2 separate regions of the Ovis aries genome follow, and region 2 is linked to region 1. Evidence: chromatin contacts called from public Hi-C data. All regions are on one chromosome and are shown on one strand. Each heading gives the region's core, a stretch centred on a gene start, on an enhancer-like site or on the middle of the called end of the contact. The rest is flanking DNA. Distances are from core to core; before and after follow the strand shown.

Evidence for each region. A called contact is a pair of places that touch in the nucleus more often than the background predicts.
Region 2: a contact with region 1 is called in a Hi-C map of liver, with 2.8 times the contacts expected there. The contact joins the promoter of BHLHE40 here to the enhancer-like site in region 1. A contact is called at or near these places in 2 of 16 Hi-C or Micro-C datasets (blood and liver).

The regions. Positions count from the first base shown.
Region 1 is chr19:21,316,681-21,320,417 of ARS-UI_Ramb_v3.0, reverse strand. The region is part of intron 1 of LOC121817217 (a long non-coding RNA gene); the gene reads left to right. Among named protein-coding and RNA genes, the nearest start is that of ARL8B, 56 kb to the right of the region's middle. Within about 2 kb of position 1,692, at least 14 of the 54 cell types and tissues checked have an H3K27ac peak or open chromatin away from gene starts, as enhancers often do. A contact at or near this core is called in liver, where this site is marked.
Region 2 is chr19:21,381,664-21,385,493 of ARS-UI_Ramb_v3.0, reverse strand. It overlaps BHLHE40 (basic helix-loop-helix family member e40), which reads left to right and starts at 1,293. Exons shown (of 5, transcript NM_001129741.1): 1 at 1,293-1,372; 2 at 1,534-1,603; 3 at 1,866-1,973; 4 at 2,978-3,101. The coding sequence starts at 1,293. It overlaps LOC105603426 (a long non-coding RNA gene), which reads right to left and starts at 1,939. Exons shown (of 7, transcript XR_006057022.2): 1 at 1,369-1,939.

The DNA of each region.
Region 1 (3,737 bases), core at 443-2,942:
GCATTGAACACTTAGCTATGATTATTCTCACTAGTGTTATTACTTCATTAATTGACTGAACAATCAAAGTACCTTGTAAGCTGCAATTATTCTTGCAACAAAGTGCAGCACTTAAGAGTTCAGGCTGTGAGGGCAAAGACACGGAGGTTTGATGCCACAGCCACCTCTTGCAGGTTGGGTGAGTCTGAAGGTCACTTCAAATTTCTAGGCATCAGTTTTCCTCATCTGTAAAATGAAGAGGATATTAGCATTCCCTGGAGGGGCTGGGAGGATTAAATAGAATCATTTATGTAAAGCAATTAACAACATACTTGTTGGTTCAGAATGAGGATTCAGAGATTTGGGAGGAGACAGTAAAGCCTCTGCCTGCGATGCTGGAGACCAGGGTTTGATCCCTGGGTTGGGAAGATCCCCTGGAGAAGGAAATGGCAACTCACTTCAGTACTCTTGCCTAGAAAATTCCATGGATGGAAGACCCTGGTGGGCTATAGTCCATGGGGTCGCAAAGAGTTGGACACAACTGAGCGACTTCATTTCACTAATGAACTATTAGAAGTGAAATGCTGGGAAATTGCCATTTTTCTTCCTTCAGAATGAGCTGGCCTTCTAGGGCCAGCTGTTCTCTGCCTGAACTCCGTAAGCCCCTAAAAGGATCCGAGCTTCCCATGAGTGATGATACAGAAAGAAAAACAAAGAGCGAAGAATGAAGTGACCTCTAGAAACAAACTACGATTTCTTGACCACGGGTCAGAAAAGCTGCTCAGGTGTCTTGCTCGTCAGATTTCAGCAGGTGGCAGGATGGTGGAGTGCACAAGAAAAAAGTCTGTTTTTCCAGCTTTTTTTCTTTTTTATTGAAGGAAATGTTAATTACTGTTGTACAACAAAATGACTCAGTTACACATTATATATTAATACATTTGTTTTCATATTCTTTTCCATTATGATTTATCACAGGATATGGAATATACCTCCAACTTTCATTTCTGCCTGGGATGTAGTCCTGAACGTATTTTCTCACTAGCAAGATCAAAGGGATGGTTCACCTAACATCACTCATGGCATCTTGCCGGACAGCAGGGAGGAGGGGACACAGATCCAAGTACTTGCTACCACAGTCACTTGTGTTTGGGGGGAGAGGATGCTATTCATTTTTGCTGTGGGGTAAGCTTAGAAATAGAGTGAGAAATTGCTGCAAATGAATATTCAATTGGGGAATGTCAGTAGTTGAGTGTGTCTGTGGATCTGATTATTTTTCAGGAGAAACCCAGTGACCCTGCTCTGAGTTTCAAGGTCCTCTCTCCTTTCCCCTAATATCTACTGAGCACTAACCATGTACCGGGGCCAGGTTACATACCACAGGATCTGGGGTCATGGACTTGATGGAGTGTTTGCTCTCAGGAGTGTCCAATCTAGTTGGAGAGATAGACATTGAGCAGATTTTTTTTTACCACCAAAATTGTCATTGCAATAGATACTAGGAAGGAAAAGGCTAGAGGCAGTAAGGATAAGAGTGAGGAAGAGGGCCATTGCACCTTGTCGGGGAGTTCAGGGAAAGCCTCTCCCAGGAAGTGATGTTTGAACTGAGAAATGGAGGGTGAGCAGAAGTCAGTCAAGCAAAGAGTGTCTGGCGGGGATGTGGGTAGAGGAGCTTAGCATTTTCAAGAAACGAGGAAATGACCAGCATGGCTGGAGTCCAGCACACAGAAGGAAGGGTGACGTGGCCTGGAGCTGGTGCGGGGCGGGGTGGTGGGGGTGGAGCAGAGAGGAGACAAGGCTGGCCTGCTTTCCTCTCACTTTGCATGGCCCCTTTTAGCTCTGACATGTACAGTTCCCAGAGGGGAACAGTCATGGGGTTGCGGGTCTGCAGGCCAGTGCGCTCCTCTGGCTCTGGCTCAGGCCTCCTCCCTGTGGCTGTCTGGCCCTGCTGCCCTCCTTTGCCTGTGGTAGGTTTGCCCGCCATTTTCCTGGGAGCTCAGTGGCCCCCTGAGCACTGAGACCACAGCGGTCCTCACTCAGAGATTTTGGGAGCCCTGGTGTAGTGTTACCCAGGTGATCTGCCTTCCTCTTGCATTGCCTGTGATCTGATTCCCAGTAAAGAACCAAGTCCCCACTTCCTACCCCAGCCCCCAGTACTGGTCCCTTCAGAACAGTGGGAATGGTTACCTTTCACACGGCTGGTTCAGAGCTGGTTCACTGGACCGGGGCTGAACTGTGGTTTCTCTGGGTCAAGTTCTCTGGATACAAAGGGGAGCAGACCTAGACAGAGTCCTGCTCTGGAGCAGCTTGCAGGCCATCAGGCACTTTGCTCAGCCTCGTCGCTCTGATCCTATCTCACCCCCAGAAGAGCCCCGTGCCGTAGGGACTGCCATTGGTGCCCATTTTAGAGATGAGAAGACTGAGTCAAAGAGGAGCTAAGCAACTGGCCCAAAGTGACACTTGGCAGTGGTAGCAAGGCTGGGATTTGAATCTGTCTGATCCCAAGGCCCAGGTTTCTAACCAGCGCCTTCCATTCCTCTTTCTCTCTGAAGTTTTGGAAGTGTCCTCAGACTGTGATTCTTCTACAGCTGGGGCCCTGTCTTATGGATGTCTTGTGGGTCCTCCACACTCCATGCTTTCCTGTGGCTGCAGCTCACCTTCCTGTTCTCACAGGCAGGGCTTCTCTCGGTCCCTGCCATCTGCTGGCCCAGTTCCCTCCACTGGCCTGCTGCTGACACTGACTCCCAACTGGGTGACAGGGGACACAGTAGGCACTGTAGGAACCCAAAGAATCACCTGAAGGCCTGAAGTTCTCCTAAGAGTTGTGACTTCAAGGAAGTGTTTCTCAAAGCGGATGGCATCATCCTCAGAGGGTGTTTCCTGGTGACAGTGCTTTTAGTTTTCACAAGGATTGCAGTGCTGTGGGGATGGAGATGAGGAAGTCTCACATCCTCCTGGCTTTGAGGACCAGTATGAGACAGAACTGTAGGGCAAAGAGCTGTCTTGTGTCCCCTCAAGATTTGAAACGTCCCAACAATGATATAGTTTAAGAACTTATTTTTTTTATTATTTGAGCACAGATCTTAACTTTTTCTTTTTTTTTTTCATACAAACACAAACACCAGCATGGGTTTTAATAGGCACCATGCTTCCTAGGAGGAGAAGGCAATGGCACCCCACTCTAGTACTCTTGCCTGGACAATCCCATGGATGGAGGAGCCTGGAAGGCTGCAGTCCATGGGGTCGCAAAGAGTTGGACACGACTGAGAGACTTCACTTTCACTTTTTACTTTCACGCATTGGAGAAGGAAATGGCAACCCACTCCAGTGTTCTTGCTTGGAGAATCCCAGGGACGGGGGATCCTGGTGGCTGCCGTCTATGGGGCTGCATAGAGTCGGACACGACTGAAGTGACTTAGCAGCATGCTTCCTAGGAATGCTGCTAATGCTGCTGCTAAGTCACTTCAGTTGTGTCCGACTCTGTGCGACCCTATGGACAGCAGACCATCAGGCTCCTCTGTCCACGGGATTCTCTAGGCAAGAACATTGGAGTGGGTTGCCATTTCTTTCTCCACCTAGGAATGCTACTTCTGTATAAATGGAAGAAAGGCTCTAGCACTTTACCAAGAGCCATTTTGAAAATGACGTGAACGGCAGTATCACGTTCGGAATCTGAGTCACTAGGGCCACATAGTTACATCAGTTTTCATTTATAGCTATTTCATTCATGGAGAGTCTGTGTATGCCTCTCTAGCCCTTAT
Region 2 (3,830 bases), core at 44-2,543, 65 kb before region 1:
GGGCAGAGGAGGGAGGAAACGCAGGGCACCGCGCCCGGTCTCTTTCTGTGCTTGATCAGCCTAAGTGTGGGCCGGGGAGGGGGGTGGGGGCACTGGGGCACCCTGGGGGGTGCGCAAGTGAGTGTCCGCCGGCACGCAGACTGCGCCCCGGGAGCACAGCTCCAAAGGAGCCAGGGACCGCGGCGCACAGCCTAGCGGGTCAGGTGCGCGCAGCGTGCTCCGCGGCGGCCTCGCCTGCCCCTGCGCTTGGCTGCCAGCCCGCTTCCCATGGGGTGACATCCGCCCCGCCCTCCTCGGCCCCTCCCCACGGCGGGCGATTCCTGGACTCGGGGCCGAGGGGTGGGGGCAGGGAAGCCGGCGCGGAAAGAAACCCCAGCCTCTGGGGAAGGCAGGGGGGCCGGGCGACTCCCTCTGCTGCGCGCTGGTTCCTCCGAGCGGGCGCGCGGGGGGAGGAGGAGGAAGAGGGTTGGGCTGGAGCGAGCGAGGGGATATTCCTCTCCCGGCTTGAGTCAGACGCGGGCGGATCCGTCCTCCCCCGTTCCCTCCCAGGAGACGGGAACTTACTTCATTTCCCTGGGGCAGGTTCGCCCACGTTACCAACCTCCCCCCACCACCTCCCCGGCTCCCTAGCCCCTTCCAGCTTCCGCGCCCCTCGCCCAGCTAGGCAGGACCCAGACTGCCCTGCCAACCCCCTCTTCGGGGAAAGGCAGCCGCAGACACCTGGGGGCCGGGGCTGGGGGGTGGGGGCTCCCTCGCAGCCGCGGGAGCGTTGTCCAACACGTGAGACTCATGTGATGAAGCCGGGGGAGGGCGGGCAGGTCGCTCCTTCCCTCCCCGGCAGCGGCCAGACGTGCCTGGAGTCACAGGGTAGAACACGTAGCTCCAACCCACCCACTCGCTCCCATTTAACCCAGCCCGCAGCCTCTCCATTACTCCTCGGCTCTCCCCCACCATCCCCCCCCCCACTCCGCCCTAACCGCACCCCCCCTCCCTCCCGCCTCCCCGCCCGCCCCACTTCTCATTCACTTGGCTCGCACCGTGCAGACGGCACTGGGAGCACACACCGCCAGTCTGTGCGCAGAGCCGGAGCCAGAGGCCGCGGGTACACCATGCACGCCCCCAACTGAAGCAGCACCTCAAAGCCGCAGCTCTTCGCAGCCCAGCGGATTTCAGAGAGCTCTGACTCAGTGGAAGCCCTGCGGAGAGACCCCCGAAACCTCCTCCACGACAGTCCTCACCCGACGCTCCGCCACTGCAGACAGGAGCGCAGAGTGGCCCCGGCTCGCAGCGCAATGGAGCGGATCCCCAGCGCGCAACCGCCCCCCACTTGCCTGCCCAAAGCGCCAGGACTGGAGCCCGGAGACCTACCAGGGTAAGTTGGCACCCCTGGCCCCTTCAAGCCTCAACTCCAGTCCTGCCTTCTACGCGGCTTTCAACTCCAAGTAGTTCTGGGTGCATCCGGGGGTTCTTGCCAGTCAGGGCTCCTGCAACCGATGCGCAAGTCATGACCCTTCCTCGTCCCTCTCCCTGCAGGATGGATTTTGCCCATATGTACCAAGTGTACAAGTCGAGGCGGGGAATAAAGCGGAGCGAGGACAGCAAGGTAAGAGCACCGCGCCCCTGTGGACCCCAGGCCCTCGCACGCGCTGAGTTTCCAATAAAAGTTTTCTCACTTTAACGTTGGAGGGAGGTATGCAAGGTGTGGGCCCTGTGCCTCTACTGAGTGGCTTGGAGAAGAAGGGGCAGATAGGGTTCTGGGTGTGACTCTGCTCCACTGCCGAGACTCTTCTGCCGCGGGGTGGGAAAGGAGAAGCGCTTCTCACCTCCTTCCTCCCGCGCCCACCATCTCTCCGTGCGCTTTGCAGGAAACCTACAAACTGCCGCACCGGCTCATCGAGAAAAAGAGACGTGACCGGATTAACGAGTGCATCGCCCAGCTGAAGGATCTCCTCCCCGAACATCTCAAACTTACAGTAAGTGAGAAGCTGGCCCCTCTCCAAACCAGCTCCTCTGCCCAGAGGGCGGGCGAGGGTCACCCGCCGCCTGCAGGCTCCGCCAGGAACTGCAGACCAGATGGCTGGATCCTAGCTAGTGGCTGGCTCTGTTTGGGGGTACCCTTCTCCAGTCTCAGAATTTTCTGGCAACCTCGTGCAAATAAGATAAGAATCATTTGTACTTGTCCAGCTTGGCACCAACACCAGCCGGCCTTCCTTTGCTAGAGTTTAAGGTGATTCTCCGGGTTCTCCTTTTCTCACATTGAGCAAATCCAGCAACCCACTTTTTTTTTTTACCCCCTTCCCCACATCCCTTTTTAAAATAAGAGGACTTGTTTTGATGTGTCTTTTTTTTTTTTTTTTTTACGTCCTGTCCTTTCTTGGCGATTGTCAATAGCTTACTAGATTGGCAACCTTTGGTTGGGGAAAGAAGAGAAAAATAGTATTTAGGAGAAAATAGTATTTAGGAAGGAACAAAAAAGCGTAGATGAGCTAGAAGTTATGACAGGGTGTCAGGAAAGAAACTAGGGAAAGCCTCTTGGCTGCCAGACACAGTAGAAGTCTCTACTAGGGTTGACACCACTGCAGAGAAATGTTATCTCTGGATTCCCCTGAGTTAAGGTCAGCAACGGCTGCTGGAAAAATTTATCTGTCAAAGCTTTCTCCTGAGCTAGCTGCTGCTTCCAAAATGCCTCCAAAGATGGGGTACACTTGTTTGCTGTCCTCTAATCAAAAATATATGCATATATACATATTTTTAAACATCATCTATAAACTTAAAACTTAATTTAGCCAACCAGGAACAGACCTTTTTATCCCCCTTTAGAGACATTCGGTGGTGGTGGTTTAGTCGCTTAGTGGTGTCTGACTCTTGCGACCCCATGAAGTGTAGCCCAGGCGACTGATGAATCTCATGGCTAATTAGTATCCCAGAGGTGGGACTTCTCTGAGCTCACTGCTGACGGAGGCTCTTTTTATTCCAGACTTTGGGTCACTTGGAAAAAGCAGTGGTTCTTGAACTTACCTTGAAGCATGTGAAAGCATTAACAAACCTAATTGATCAACAACAGCAGAAAATCATTGCCCTGCAGAGCGGTCTGCAAGCTGGTGAGTACCATGTTTGGCTATCATCTCCTTAGAGTTCTAGCACAAATAGAGAGCCTGTAAGCTCAACATCTGGTGTAAGAAACATTCCCGCAACAAATTGCTTATGCATGTTAGTTGGGGGAGATGCTGTTTTATCTTTCCTAAAAGGTCAGACTTTTCATTTGGAATGCTGCTGTGTGCCACCTGGCATGAATACATATTAGTCAAATGGTAAAATATTTCTGTGGCATTTTGGCTTAAGAGTTTCTGGGGTTCTGGGAGTCCCCTCCACTTTGAAAATGCCAAGGCACCTATAATTTGCATCGTGGGTGTTTTACAGTTGTTTTCCTTAGCCCTGTTTCATTGGAGAATAAATCATGGGTATGCCCCAGTGTTTTAATGTTTCTCCACTTCCTTATCCCTCGGTGTGTGGTATGAGCCTGGCAAGATGACAGCAGTAGTTTTTCCTGCATTTCATGTGGTTCCCTGAATAGCCACTAGGTATCTCGGTGAATTACACAATCTAACGAAACCACTGAAGTTTCATCACCCATTTCTACGGACTTCCAGAGAATCACAGTCATCTAACCGTCTGGTCTCACCCATTCCAAATAATACTGTACAAACGAGGGAGAAATTCCTCTACCCACTCCCTCGTTCTTCTCTCCTCTCCTCTCCAAACCAGGACAATGAGGAAGTCGTTCTGCCAGTTGCCTCATTGAAAACAGAAAGATGGTCATACCTAACTTC